2 separate regions of the Cyprinus carpio genome follow, and region 2 is linked to region 1. The links are chromatin contacts, called in public Hi-C maps. All regions are on one chromosome and are shown on one strand. The core of a region is the stretch at or near the end of the contact, and the rest is flanking DNA. Distances in the headings are between cores, read along the strand shown. Region 1 holds the start of LOC109055405 (ADP-ribosylation factor 3). Region 2 holds the start of LOC109046348 (receptor tyrosine-protein kinase erbB-3-like).

What was found. Hi-C and Micro-C count contacts between places; a contact is called where the count stands out from the background.
Region 2: a contact with region 1 is called in a Hi-C map of skeletal muscle, with 5 times the contacts expected there. The contact joins the promoter of LOC109046348 here to the promoter of LOC109055405 in region 1. A contact is called at or near these places in 3 of 8 Hi-C or Micro-C datasets (red blood cells and skeletal muscle).

The regions. Positions count from the first base shown.
Region 1 is chrB6:6,038,272-6,041,295 of ASM1834038v1, forward strand. LOC109055405 (ADP-ribosylation factor 3) reads left to right here and starts at 1,734. Exons shown (of 5, transcript XM_042725437.1): 1 at 1,734-1,887. It overlaps fkbp11 (peptidyl-prolyl cis-trans isomerase FKBP11), which reads right to left and starts at 397. Exons shown (of 6, transcript XM_019072625.2): 1 at 1-397. The coding sequence starts at 73.
Region 2 is chrB6:6,320,810-6,324,058 of ASM1834038v1, forward strand. It overlaps LOC109046348 (receptor tyrosine-protein kinase erbB-3-like), which reads left to right and starts at 1,538. Exons shown (of 29, transcript XM_042725439.1): 1 at 1,538-1,694. The coding sequence starts at 1,595.

The DNA.
Region 1 (3,024 bases), core at 484-2,983:
TGTCTCCGTCCTCAGCTGCAACAAATGCAAAAGCTGCGAGAAAAATCAAGGCGATTCCTGTCCGAATTCGCATCGTGTCTCACGTTATGAGAAAATCTGCACCAAACAATGACCACAAAAAAGGATAAAAGCTACTCTAAGTGGCTCACTTCCGTCACGAGAGTCGCCCCACTGCAGACTGAACGAGCCAATATACACTCGGACACAAGAAGTCACCGGTTAAAGCTGATGTGTTATTATAGTGAAGAGATAACGGCAGGCTTTTAGACGACCCTCGAGCACTGGACCAATACCTGGGTCACTGGAATCCCCGCCTTATAATCCGCCAGCATCCCAGAAGTCTCTCCACATGGCTGCTGCTGTTAGAGATCCGCCCCGCTGGAGGCGCGTGGTGTTCTGCGCTTGAGAAAAGCACTACTGCATCATTTTTTTCTCGATTTGTTTAAAGGCAAAGTGTGTGATTTCTGCAAAACAAGCGTCAGTAACCGGAACTAAAAAAAATAATAGTTGATGTCAAACAAGTTTCTTGAAAACTCCCCCGTCTTCCATTGCTCGTATAAACAGATAGCCCCGCCCCCGCCACGTCGAACCAATGAGCAACGAGCATGAAGTATTTTAAGATCCGAAAAGTACGCACTACAGCTTTAAGATTATTTTCTTTACAATAAACTTTAATAAAAACATAGATAAATGTGAATTATATAAATTTTAATCTATAGTCTATATAATGTTTCTGCACCATAAATAAGCTATAAAGACATTGCCTAACCTCTAGCCTATAAGTATAATTATTTTCTTTGAGTTCACATCTTATCTTTATATTTTTAAAGGGTTAGTTCACCCAGAAATGAAAATTCTGTCATTAATCACTCACCCTCATGACGTTCCAAAACCTTCGTTCATCTTCACAACACAAATTAAAAGATATTTTTGGTAAAATCTGACCCTCTGTAGACAGCAATGCAACAGGATTTTCATTTTTGGGAGAACTATCCCTTTACGTTATCCTTGAGTTATCATGTTATCTTTGCAAGTTATGTTATTTTATTATCACTTTTTATTACTGTTATTTTATTATCATTAGTTAATGTTATTTTAGTATCCCTACTATTATAGTTTTTGTTAATATTTTGAATTAGACTTTTTAATTTTCTGTTTTCATTGTAATTTAAGGTTAAGTGTTTTTTTGTGTGTAATATTGTGTATTTAGTTTTTTTTTTATTATTATTATTTAGCTTTATTTGAAATATATTTATGTAGGCTATAGTTCATATTAAGTTTTAATTTATTTTGTTTTAGTCATTTTAGTGCTTTAGCTTAAACTAAATGAAAATGAGAAATGCCTTGCCTTGGCAACTAGCTGAAATAAAACATTAAAAAAAATATTTCAGTAATTGTTTATTTAATTATAAGAAATTATATTTTGTAATGGTTTTAGTTTTAGTATAGTTTAACATTAACAAGTCTGAAGTAGACCGCCATAAACTATTTCATATTAAGCATCAGTTTAACAGTTTATTTATTGTTTCATTTCAAGACTCACAATGTCTTTTTATTTTCCCTTTTGTTTCCCTCAAATAGCCCCAAATGGGTCAAAAATGAATGCAGGCCTACACATTTTCTGCTTCAATACGAAAATGCTAGATATTTGCTAAGAATTTCCAGGGAATGTTGTAGTGAAGGACTGTTGTGTTGTGACACCTCAAGCATTTCCTTGACATGTCATTTGTTTGGCTATGCTACCTGACCTGACTGGAGGCAGTCTCGAGATGCGAAAACCAAACATCGCGAGAAATCCCCATCCAAGCCTGTGCTGTCGGCGTAAACTCTCGTGAGATTTCCTCTCTGTCTCTCCGTGTCCAAAATCGGCTGGTATCAGCTCGCAAGGTAATGCAGATACTTCAGTTATTGTGTTTGCTTTAAAATGAAGCTTTTGGAAGTGGTTCCGACGGTTTGAAATGTTGTCTGTACGTTTGGTGAAACATGACAGCGCGTCTTATATTGCTGCTGGAAACAGAAAGGAGCAGGCCTTCCGCGAGGCACGCACCGTCTCTCTATCTCTCCAAATGAATGAAGATCTGTATTACAGATGATGTGCTTGCTGTCTTACGCCTCTTCAGATATTATGACGGCTCGTATTGCGCTCGGGTTTGAATTGATTCTGGTTTGCTTTTGCATGAATTGTAGTGATATTGCATAAGAACAATTTCATCCATCTGCTTCGTGCCAAACGCCTCTCTTCACGGAGAAGCTCCGATCTTTGTATCCTGCGCCGACATTGTCAAAGGGTCGTAGGCCTTTATGAGCTCCAGCAGTAATCTAAATGATTAATTTAGCGCCATATTAATGTTTTTAAAGACCATCGTATTAGATATCATGTGATAGCGCAGTTGTATTTCGATGTCTCGTGACTACATTGTTGGGGTCTGTTGCAGGGGTTTGAGGAGAATCATTTAATAACGAGGATGCCTTTAATAAACGACGAAGTCTGTTACAAAAAAATAGTTGGAAATTATATTCGTGATGTGTTTCGTGTGGAAGGGGTTTTCTGGAGGTGGGTCGGGCGTCAGCACCATGGACAGCTCAGCCGGAGTCAGACCCCCGCAGCATCATGATCAGATTATTATTCCTCACAAACACCTTCTCGTATTACTGTCTTAGTAGACACATTTACATGTGCATTAAGTATACTTTCATGCTGGTTATGCAGCTTTAATATTGTTACCTTCTGTCTTGATTTTAAAGGGGAGGCCAAGGCTAGTTGTCACACTTCTGTCATTATTACTACTTTAAAAGTCAGCTTTTTTCAAGGCATGGTTTACGAAACAGAATCTATTTAACATTTCCACTGTGGCTAGGAAAATAGAAAGATACAAATCAACATAACCCAGTCACAATATGGACACACTGCTAGAGATAATATAGATTTGTGTATTTGGACATTTGACTCAAAGCCTTACAGTTCCTTTGATAAAGCCACTGTGTGACTAACCTCAGGCTCCCTTAAACACGTTTGATTTTAAA
Region 2 (3,249 bases), core at 288-2,787, 280 kb after region 1:
CCACTTTTACATTTATGAGACACTTCTATCCAAAGCGACTTACAGTGCATTCAGGCTAACATTTTTTTTTTATCTAACTTGAGTTTCCTGGGAATCGAACCCACAACCTTTTGCGCTTCTAACACAATGCTCTACCACTGAGCCACAGGAACACATGTTCCAGCTACATTATTATTTCCATACTTTTGAATTACGTCTGTAGAACACAGATTAAAATCACCCAAAGATGCAGGATCTTTATTATACAACTCTTAGAAAAAATTGTGAATGAAAACAGTTTCCAAACCAGGATTGATTAAATAAAATGTTTAAGGTGGGGCTCAACAAAGGTCTATTTGCATGCACATTGTAGATATCTATAAACGTATTTTGACTAGTCAAATTGTTAATTCCAGATATCTACATTGCAATTATGCCTAGTCACAAAGCTAAATGCAGATATCTCTAAATATAGTTCTTCCTAGTCAAAAATCTGATTGGGATATCCATAATTAAATTGCAGATATCTTTAAGTGGGTTTTGAATAATCATAATTCCAATTCAAGATATCTTTAAATATGATTTGCCTAATCAAAATTCCAAATATCTACAACTGTAATTTGACTAGTCATAAATGGATTGCAGATATCTACAAATGTATTTTGGATATCTTTAAAAATTTGGAATTAAAGATATATTAAATTGTATTTTGACTAGTCAAATCATATTTAAAGATATCTTGAATTGGGATTACGACTAGTCAAAACTCATTTGAAGATATCTCTAATTGAATTATCACTAGTCAAACTGTAATTTGAGATATCTCTAATTAGAATTTTGACTAGGCAAATCATATTTAAAGATATCTTGAATTAGAATTACGACTAGTCAAAACTCAGTTGAAGATATCCAAAAATATTTTTCAATGGAAGTCAATGGAAGATTATGACTAGTCGTAATAGCATTGTAGATATCTGGAATGTGTATTATGACTAGTCAAAATGACATTGTAGATGTCTTCAATGCATATTATGACTAGTCATAATCACATTGTAGATATCTTAATTCCTATGATGACGAGTCATAATTCCAATATAGATATATGGAATTACAATTGTGACGATCCGAAATTATATTTATGGATAGTCAAAAAAAAAATTTAAATGTTAAAACGGCTTGCCATACGAGACAGCGTTCCTGCTCGCTCGAGCCTTTTCTCTCTTTTTTTTAACTCAAACTATTGATTGTAGGCATATTAAAATTTTTGTTTAAATCAAAGTGTTAGATTTGAACTGACGTAGCCTATACCGAAGGATTAACAGCCTAAGTCTATAAACTTTTCCGCAACAAACGGAAATGGACTACCTGATATTTTTTCGTTTGCTCTTCACTTAATGTAATATTTGGTACATTTCGGATTATAAAGGAGAGAGAGAGAGAGAGAGAGAGAGAGAGAGAGAGAGAGAGAGAGAGAGAGAGAGACGTCTGTCAAATTTCTGTCAAACTTGGGCAAGCAGAAGTGAAGTGAAGGGAGAATCATCTCTTCCGCGCTTCTTTGGCCATATTTAACTGACTGCTCAGACTGACGGACTGACCTCACACTGGGAATATTCTGATGATGATGAATATGAATCCCGCTCTGCTGCAGATGCTCGCGCTGTGTCTCGTGCTCCGTTCACCTGCGCGCGCTCAGACGGAGGAAGGTAAACATGAAGGTAAATCTGTTTTTAAATCTGAATCTCTTTGATGTTCGCTAGAATATTGTCTAGTTGTCTAGTTTTTTGGTTTCGTCTACACAGAATTTTTTATGTAGATTTCAGGTTGTTAAATATTATTTTTGTTAAAACCACTGAATCCTAATGGAACATGTCCCAAAAAACACTACAGGAAACCATTATTTAATGGTTTTACTGATTAAAAGTTGATGGTTTGTAATGTTTGTAATGGCATTTGTAGTGGAAACCATTAGAATTTCTGTAATGGTTTCTATTGTTTTTTTTTTCAGCAGGATCATGGGTTTTGTGTTGTTATTTGACAAATGCAATACATTGATTGATGTAATACTGTAAGATAGTAGCGGCTGTTTGTAATTGTGGTGGGCCTATTTGGGAGGAAAATCCAGGGCCATTTTTTACTCCCAGTCTATCTATGGCTGCACATGCAATTAAAACGACTTTAGTAATGATGTGACTCTATCAGATGAGTTAGAGTTTCATGGTAGAACTTTGTATTTATGTTGTAAATAACTAAAACAGTGAGGGGGATTGCATCTAAATGAACATTAAATATACAGTAAATATTAATTTAAAAAATGTATAATTGATCTTATCTTGTAAAATCTGAAGTAGTCCTTTCTGATCCGTACTCTTTTCTTCGAATGTCAATTGAAGGGTTTATACAATTAAAAATAAAATTTTCCATGATGTCATTGTCATGTTATTTTACAATGAGCTGCTTCGGTACATATACTGAAACCAGAAACATAGCATATTTTTATAATAGAACACCTGTTCTAACCATGTTTGTTAGAAATGAATACAGTCCATACATGTCTTATTTTAGTATGCAACATGTGAATGCATAGTTTTCAGTTGACCATTGCACTCAAGTCATAGAAAAAGATATATGTCAAATGCCCCGTGAAGATAACGGGAGTTGTCGACCTTTTGGCATTGTTATGAAGTGTTCTGAGTGGAGTTTAAAGACGTCAGTATGTGTAGTACAGTGTGTGTTAAAGGCTCCCACACACATACTAAAGTCTGCTCCTCCAGGAGAGCTGAATAGATTCACAACTACAGTGTGTGTGTAGCCTCTCTGTTTCTGCTGTCGCCTCCACATTCATTGTACCTTCATTTATGGAAATACTCAGTTCTGAGCACTGCCAGACTCTTGGTTTACGTCAAAGGATCATTTGAGTGAACAGTGGACATTTAGGGCCCTATCATACACCCGGCGCAATGCGACGCAAGGCGCAGCGCAAGTGTGTTTGCTAGTTTCAGTCCGGCGCCGTTCGCATTTTCCCGTCCAGCGCCACGTCGTTTAATTAGCAAATGCATTTGTGCCCATTTGTGTGCCCATGGGCGTGCTGGTCTAAAAAAGAGGTGTGTCCTGGCGCATTGCTATTTTAAGGAGCTGAAAATAGACTGCGCCATAGACCAACTCAAACCTGGTCTAAAGTCTAAAGTCAATGGCGCAATATTTCTTTTGTTATTTAAAGAGCGCGTTGGTAGAAAATGCGCCTCTGGGCGAGTCCACAGTGCGCGTTGACTT